Regions from separate parts of the Drosophila melanogaster genome. Here region 1 is linked to region 2. The links are chromatin contacts, called in public HiChIP or PLAC-seq maps. All regions are on one chromosome and are shown on one strand. The core of a region is the stretch at or near the end of the contact, and the rest is flanking DNA. Distances in the headings are between cores, read along the strand shown. Region 1 holds the start of fuss (fussel). Region 2 holds the start of pan (pangolin).

Evidence for each region. HiChIP or PLAC-seq counts read pairs in DNA pulled down with a chosen protein or histone mark.
Region 1: a contact with region 2 is called in a CP190 HiChIP or PLAC-seq map of the Kc167 cell line, with 10 times the contacts expected there. The contact joins the promoter of fuss here to the promoter of pan in region 2. A contact is called at or near these places in 11 of 107 Hi-C or Micro-C datasets (the Kc167 cell line, the Ras3 cell line, the Sg4 cell line and 6 more) and 1 of 6 datasets of contacts at active chromatin or transcription factors (the Kc167 cell line).

Annotation. Positions count from the first base shown.
Region 1 is chr4:975,838-980,171 of dm6, forward strand. It overlaps fuss (fussel), which reads right to left and starts at 2,652. Exons shown (of 5, transcript NM_001169358.2): 1 at 2,370-2,652. It overlaps lncRNA:sphinx (long non-coding RNA:sphinx), which reads left to right. Exons shown (of 2, transcript NR_003114.2): 2 at 929-1,424.
Region 2 is chr4:67,499-71,806 of dm6, forward strand. pan (pangolin) reads left to right here and starts at 2,155. Exons shown (of 12, transcript NM_001258477.2): 1 at 2,155-2,483.

The DNA of each region.
Region 1 (4,334 bases), core at 1,402-3,901, 910 kb after region 2:
TGTCCATCAGAGGTTTGATAAGCCTCGCCAGGAGCATTGTCAAAGTCACCTGGGGATGTACCAAACAAGGTTTGTTTTAAATTAACAGTCATGCTTTTTTCTTTTTAGTTAAATTATTGATTAAATAACTATAAAAAGAATGTTGTTGTTCCCAAAAGCGAGATTGGCTCTCCTTTATACTGAGATCGGATCTTCTCTAAGCCGAGATCGGTTCTTCTCGATACCGACTTCTTCTGGACATCGAGAAGACATTCTCATTTCGATAGCTATTTGCACACTGAAAATGTTTCGATCTCGATATGCGTATGCTGAGTACGATTTCATCTTGTCCAAATTTTAGATCGAAATGAGTATATGAGTAACGGCAATAGCAATATTTCGTCACCCGTTGTTTAAAAACAATACAAGAAATAAAAAACTCAGCAAAAAAATACGTTTTTATCACGAATTTTTTTTAATGCTGTAGAGCCCTTGTAATTCCCTAACATCGCAGGTTTAAAAGTTTAAGCAACATTAAACAGCCCCTTTGCAAATATGAAAGAACTAACCCTTTTTATAACAAAAAAATATTTCGTCATATAAATTATAAAAATTGTTTAGAAGTGTGGTCGTGAAAATTTTGGGAGTTTTGTAGGTCAAAGGAGGGGCGTGGCCACAGTGTTTTTGGTATACCGATAAAAATACGCAAGACTAACTCACACTTGTACATATAGTTTGTGAATTGTCGAATATTTATTTTACTTATAAATCTCAAAATTGTGTAAACTTGGAATTTGTTTTTTCTTTTCTTGTATAATTAATATTTTTAATTTCTTTTTTGACTTAAAAATAAATATTGTTTAATTATATTTTATAAAAAATTGCGTTTAATTAAGCAAAGAACCCTTAATTTTTACCTTTAAAATCAAAAATTCAACCTATTTCACAGTGTGTAAAAAGTTTTTTGACAAACTGTACATACTGTCAGTATCGAAGGAACGCGGTGTCATTTGGTGACTATCCAGGTGAGTACAACCCCAAGGTGCACGGGCCCTAAGACCCCGCTCGCTTCTACGGTAAAGCCTGGCTGGGACGCCGCAACAAGACGCCCAACGCTGTGGCCGGAGCCGTGAACCGTGCATGCTGGCGCTGGCAGTACAACTACGTGTTCCCGAAGCGCGCCGTGATCGCTCCCTTCTTCCAGCTGACCGTCGCCAGCATGACGTTCTTCTGTCTGATTAACTACACCAAGTTGAAGCACCACAGGAACTACAATACCACTAAGGGTCGCTGCCCAGTGGTCCTGCATCTACAACAGATTCTACACTTTCCACAAGACGTGCCAGAGGCGGGCAGCACTAAACTATATCTATTTGGCTTTTGTGTTTTGAAAACTGCTAAAGTGAATAAAATGGCTGTGAATATCCATGCTGCCATAGACTCAGAAAATTCGCAAGACAAACAATAAAACAAAGAAAAATCTAAAAAAATTCAAAAGTGTTTGCGTCGCAAACGCGTCTAACGCTTTAGGGCGTTATTGTGGGCGTGGCAACAGGTTTTTTGGCAAATGAATAGAAATACACAAGACTCCTAAAATTACGAAAAAAAATTTCAAAAGCGTGGGCGTGGCATTTTGGGCGGTTTTAAAGTGTGGGAGTAGCAGTTTTGTGTGTGTCGATGTGTCTATGTCTCTGGAAGCTGCATCCTCAATCTCAACATTCTAGCTTTTACAGTTCCTGAGCTCGAGACATTCATACGGACAGACGGACAGGGTCAGATCGACCCGACTCGATCCTGCTTAATATATGGTCGGAAACACTTCCTTTCATACTTTTAACCGAATCTAATATACCCTTTTATCCTACGACTAACGGGTACAAAAATATAAGAATAAATAAAACAATATATATTTTTTTAAATATCACTTTAAACCGATAAGCTCGATTACGTTTTATTTTGAGTTTAGTATACAATTTATAGAACATTTTAGCCAGATAGTATTCAATGTTCTGAAGGAGTATACAACTTACCGATTTACCGTATACAATTTACCGAAGAGTACAATTTACACTTGTTTATGCTATATGGAATATATACGCATTGGTATAGACTTTTTACGACATTTTGCACTGTTTTAAGCGATTGTAAGTATTGATTTTTCGAACTAATGATTTTATTTTCGAAATTTAAAATAACGTTTTGTTGCAGACAGACAGAGAAACCAACCAAAATGTTTATTTCGTCACTATGTGGCCTTATGTCCACATTAAAATTTAAATATTTAGGAAATCCTTAATGATGTGGGGTCAGACGAACTTTTTGTTTTATGAACATTTGTGCGCGTATTTTCTATATTTGTTAGATAAATTTGTTAACACTTGTTGACTTACGTTCAAGTTCCGTTTAGATTCATTTCGCCTTATTAACACAGTTTTTTTTGTGAAGTTTCTTAAATTGTGTGTATTATTTTTGTTTGTTTTAAGATTTCGGTCCACTTTTATAATATATTTGGAACGTATATTTTATATACGTAATATTTCTCATTATTGAAGTTACATCTTATAGTTTGATAAAAGAAAGTATACTCGATTTTAGTTAAAAAATTTAACACAGTAGTTACTTTCTTTGAGGACTAGATTATTCCAACACGAAATAGGTGCGAAAACTGAATATGAAACACCATATTCGTTGGTATTGACATCGTTTAAAGAAAAGCAGCAGGAGTGGGAAACCGATACCGATACCAGATTGTAAAAGTCTAAGAACAAAATAATCCTGCTTATAGCCAATAAGAGACCGAAAGCAAATGATACACCACAGAAGAAGATATATATATATACATACTAGAAAAAATGAGCCAATAAGAATCAACTATCCTAATTTCCAGGGCGTTTCCAAAAGTACGCGCCTGCGCTCTTCTAAATATAATAGTTTGTGGTATCAACCCTGTTTTTGTACAGGTATGTAGCGACAATTGAAATGTTAAATGTTGCTTTCTATTCAATTAACTTCACCAACGAATTTAGGTAACGATAATTGAATTTAATTGGCGAGTTAAAGGATGTGTGTGTAATACATGAGCTCATTCTCACACAATTCATATACAACTGACATTTTATAGCAGTACTTAAGAGTAGGACGGTCAATGTTCTATGTAAAACCGAGATGGAACACTATAGTCAAGTTCGATATTTCAAAATTTTTGTAAAATATCGATCAAATTGAGAAACACTACAACATGAAAATATTTTTTAAAAATTTCAAGTTTGAAATTATTTCAATTTTGGTCCTTCCGTATCTATCGATACGCCAAAACGAATTTTTAACTTTTTCGTTCGTACTCTTACTAACCGAGTATGTGTATCTGTAACAGGTTGAAGGAAGAATTTCCGACCCGAAATATATACATATATATTTTTGATCAGGATTACCAGCCGAGTCGATTTGTCCGCATGAGCCTCGATCGCAGGAATTTTGAATCTAGAAAGTTGAGAGTAAGCATGCAGTTTCCAGATACATACATATATGCAGAGCAAGTTTGTTTCCTGATGTTGTCACGCCAAAAAAGGTAAACGCCTCCGCGCCCACACCTTTGAAATTTGTTTTGAATTTTTTCATCACTTTATTAATCTTGTAAACTTCTATCGATATGCCACGTCCACTCTTACGCCCACAAACCGCCCAAAACTACCACGCCCACACTGTTGAAAAATGTTTTGTTTTTTGTATAGTACTTGATTTGAAAATTTCTATAGATGTACCAAAATCATTTGTGAGTTGCTCATGAACCGCCCAAAATGTCACATATCTGAAAAAATTTTTAATATTATTATTTCTTCCCTATTCAAATTGACATACCAGAAAATTGGTGATATTTTTCGTTCGAACTTCCATTAACAGAGTAACAGGTATCTGGTAGCCCGAGAACTCTACTATGGCGTTCTCAGTTGCTTAATGTGGATTGGCCAGAGCTTTGATGTAAACAGATGTGCCTAGATGGCTGGAAAAATGAAAGCATTTTTCTGTTGATGTTATCTATGTTAAAGCTACGACTCAAACCTAGTAAATTTTACTTGAAAATAATTGACATCTCTATTCCTACACATGTTTTGTTAAATTTTTGTATTATATTATCGATTAGAATTGAGTACTTGTGTAGATTTCAAAACGGGAACTCAAAACAACTGCAAAGTGCGTAATGGCAACACCCAATATGTGTAGAAATAAGGATGGCAACATCGTTTAATGGGACTAATGCGTTGCCCACGGTGGGAAATTTTAGCAGCCCTGGTTTGCGTTCATTTTCTACGTCAACAAAATTCTTCCCATTGTTTTGTGAAGGACTTTCAGCTATT
Region 2 (4,308 bases), core at 905-3,404:
TAAAGAGTAAATGTCGTGACCAACAAATTTGTAACTGTAATACATAACAAAAAATAGAAGAGCATCAGCCGTTCTAAGCTGTTTTTTGCTCTAGCTATTATTTCTATATTATAGTTTTAGTTAATTTCTAATATGGGGTTTAATTATTATATTTGACGCCTAATCTTGATAAAAATTAAATTTCATTAAAACAATTCTATGTTTTGTTAGTTTTTTAATTGTTACCATTTCTGTCACTCGTAATAGAAGCGGAAACAATATGTATTTTGGTCACGTTTATTGACCATCGCCACAAATGCAGCCGGCGTTGGTTCACTTCTCACGACTAATTTTCATCATAGACGGTAAAAATATATAAGAAAAATATAAACGCAGTGAATAAATGTTTTGGGTAAATTCATATTTGCATTTTATTATTTTTAATCTTCCATTCCAATTTTTTTGTAAGCAAAGAACGTCTCATTATCCTGAAATTATTCGATACGAGCCAAGAATTATAAAAAAAAATCATTTTGTAAAATGTCTTAATTTTGTTTTATTTTACTATTTTTGACTTTTTTTTTTAGTATAAAGCAAAATAAATAAAAAAAAAAATAAATTTTAAAAATTAAGTGAACAAAATTAAGCATTTAAATGATTTTGTATAAAGCTAATATATCTATGCTGTTGCTCGAGACCGGCTAAGCCATAGGGTCTTTCCAAAATACGTAGAACTACAGCTTCATTACAGAAGTTATGGGCGTACGAAATTGATCTCTTTTTTTTATTATGCGTGTTCTCCAAACATCCAAATATTTTTAACAAACTGAATCTGCATGCCTAATTTGATTCCATTATATCTCGGCGTCGAGATCATCCCGCCTTGCGGTCAGTTTTTTTAATTGGGTCCAAGGCAAATTTTAAAAGTGTGCGTATCATATGATATCGTTTACCATTATCAATAACATCACAGTTAAATTGGAACAGGCCCAAGTGTTTTTAAATACATTTTTATAATTAAAATGAAGAAAGATTGATAAATGTTTTTAATTTTTGTATTGGGGCACACCATACAATATAACTTCATGAATTTTAGGAGGATGCTAGGCAACTGCTAGTTCAGAAACGGTCTCGCATTTCGATTTCGATTATTTTAAAAATGACGTGGATCGGTGAAATACGCTTGGCAATGCTGGTCAAATGGTCAAATGCTGGCCCGTTTAATGGGAAATACACCTATACATATCATGAGTTGCCACCTGGCAACTCCCACATCACGGGAGGTGCCTTCCGATTTTTGCACATTTTGAAACTTACCATCCTGATATTTGTACATATCGGGAGCTGCCATACGATTTATGCACATATGAAGAACTACCATCCTGAATTCTACATACACCGAGAGGTGAATTTTCGAAGTATCATTCTGAAATCTGCACGTATCAAGAGCAGCCATCTTGAGATGTAATTTGTACAATGTTAATCGACAACCAAACTTTAAAATTAGGATGGCAATGCCCGACAAGTTCAGTGATTAGCGAAATACGATATCTTTAAATTGTAGCGTATGGGTGAAAACTGCATGAGTTTATCATGTACATAATCCATTCTAAAAACTAAGCATGACCCCAAACCGCTATTAGGAGTTTAAATGAATATATCGACCTTTAGCTTAAGCGAACCAAAATAATAAAAAATCTTATTATTGTGTTTTAACATCTAACAAACATTGAAAAGTTAAAAATGAAAATTCTTGTTATAATTTTTTTTGATTATTTAATGCTAATCGAGCCATTCGATATAAGCAAAATATCGAGAATTGTCGCGGCAGAACATCGATGCACGCCTGCTTATCGACAGTTGCCATCGTCGTTATTCCAGCACTAATTTAAAAAAAATTCGATCAACGCAGACGTGGTACGGCGTTTTAAATCTGATAACATTTTGAACCGGGAATTATTTTAGAGTACCATTCTTTGTTTTGTGCCTGTTTCAGTATAAATTAATTATGCGCCTGATTTAAAGTACAAAATGTGTAAATATATCACCTTACCGTCGCGGGTGCACCCAATTGTGCTTTGATGAATAAATATACATATATGCAACATATATAACTTCCTGTGTTAGTATAAGTGTATGTCAGCCAAAAACAAATATATATATGAGTGTTTATCGGCATTCGTGTGCTGGCAGAGCAGCGATCAAAGCTGCGTTCGGTACTCGTTGACTGGCCCAAGAATGAATTCTCGTGCAAGTGTGTTGATAAAAAGTATACGTATGTATGTATGACATACAAAAATATTGTGTCTGATTAATTAATGCGTGTATGCCTTTAACTGTGAAACCTTTTTCAATTAGTATTTTTCTCACATGTAAGTGTGCTTAATAACAGAAAAGTTTGCTGCAAATTTGTGGCTTTGTGGATAGCTTTTCAGTAAACTAACGTATAAAGGATTCAAATTTTACTGCTCTAATCTCTCGGATTGTTTAATCAAATCATCACTGTAAGTGTCCCTGCTTAAGTTCAATATAATAACATCCACAGTCATCGGTCAAGTTATACAATAAAGTCAAACGTGCGCACTTTTTCGCTCTTCAGGGAACATTTTAATTTCAGATCCGATTTTCTGTTTTAATAACTTAAATATAAAGTTAACACCACATTGTCGTGTTCATATATGTAGATACTCATCAGATAGATATATGTATACGTGTAACTATGCATGTATATGTAAACACGGCATTGGATCCTCTGCTTCGAATGCAGAGAGCCGACAGTACTCACACACACCCTGATGTTTGTTTATTTATTTGCTGAAAATACAGTTTTCTGTATTCTGTTTTACGCATATATTTTTGTTTAGACTCTGTCGTTTTCGTCTCTACCTGTTGATACACCACAATCTTGTTTCTAAATAGAAACTCGTTGTGTCATTAGTCTTGAGCCGATGCGTATTCTGCTTTGTTTTTGCTATTGCCGCTGTCGGCGTCGACAAAGTTGTTACCTTAAACTAGTATGTAGTTAGCTATTTGCCTCAGCGCGTTCTGCCTACCTATCCGTTTAGTTCAAATCTCCGACGGCCCAGTCAGGTAATGAATAAATCGCCGTGCCTCCAAAGCCGAAATGTGACAAATCGCTATGTATGTATATTTTACATACGCTTTTCCATTTTGCTAATCATTTAGTTCCGAGAAAAGTGAGTAAGAATTTGTCCTTGCAGGTCGATACAACTTTTATTTTAAATAAAATGCAAGGGCAAGGTTATTTTTTTTTATTTATTTTTTTTTTGTGAAATGAAGATTTCTAGTAACTACAGCCCTTTTTTTGTGGAAAGGTGTGAAGATGGAGAACACACATAAAAAGCATTTTTAAACCGCATGCATTGTTGTGTAAATTGCAAGACCTTAAAGAAATTAACAAAATAATATTATGATAACACCTACATTTTTTATGTGTATAGTTATTAGTTACTTATTAAAATTGTTGCACTACGCTTTTAAAGACACGAAAATTCCTATTCTAATACAACTTTTTCATTTAAAATAATCCGTCATATCCGAGCAATATTTCATCAGAATAAAAGTGTTGTTAAGATTGGACTTTAGAAATTGAGTAAAAAAATGTATATTTTACTTAAACGACTTCTTCATTTTCGGAGAGGTTATAATATATACAAGTTCAAAAAATATAGACCTCACCTCATTAATTATTACTGTGCACGTAATAATATCCACAAATTAATACAATAATATAATATCCACAAATGTTAAAACGATGAACAAGATAGACCTCGCTATTACTGGCGTGACTACTTTAGAATAAAAAATATAAATGTTCTGTGAATCGGTTCCCTATTTCCAAATCCAACTCAACCTCTAAATCGTTTTTAAACGACTTTTTGGAACCTATCAATATAATTATTGTACGGCTGTGTTATATTATTATATATCCTGCCTGACTGTCCGCATAAAGTTGATCATGCAGTTTCTGGAATCTCTCTATGTTTCCACGCCCACTCTAACGCCAAAACAACACTAACACTTTTAAAAATGCTTTTTTTTATATATATCTTATATTTATATATATATATATTCTATCATCATTGGGAAAAAGAAACTATCACTTCTAAAAGTATTTGTAAACTAAACTACTACTTAAACTATTTTTAGAACTTATCGAAAATAATGATAAGTTAAATAATTTAAGCTTGGTTACGCCAAATTTGTTACATATTTGTTTTCCATATTAGTTATTCATACTCACAAAAGGTTGCCAAATTTTGAAAAGTTTTTTATTCCACTTATAAATAAATAAATACCAAGCGTTCT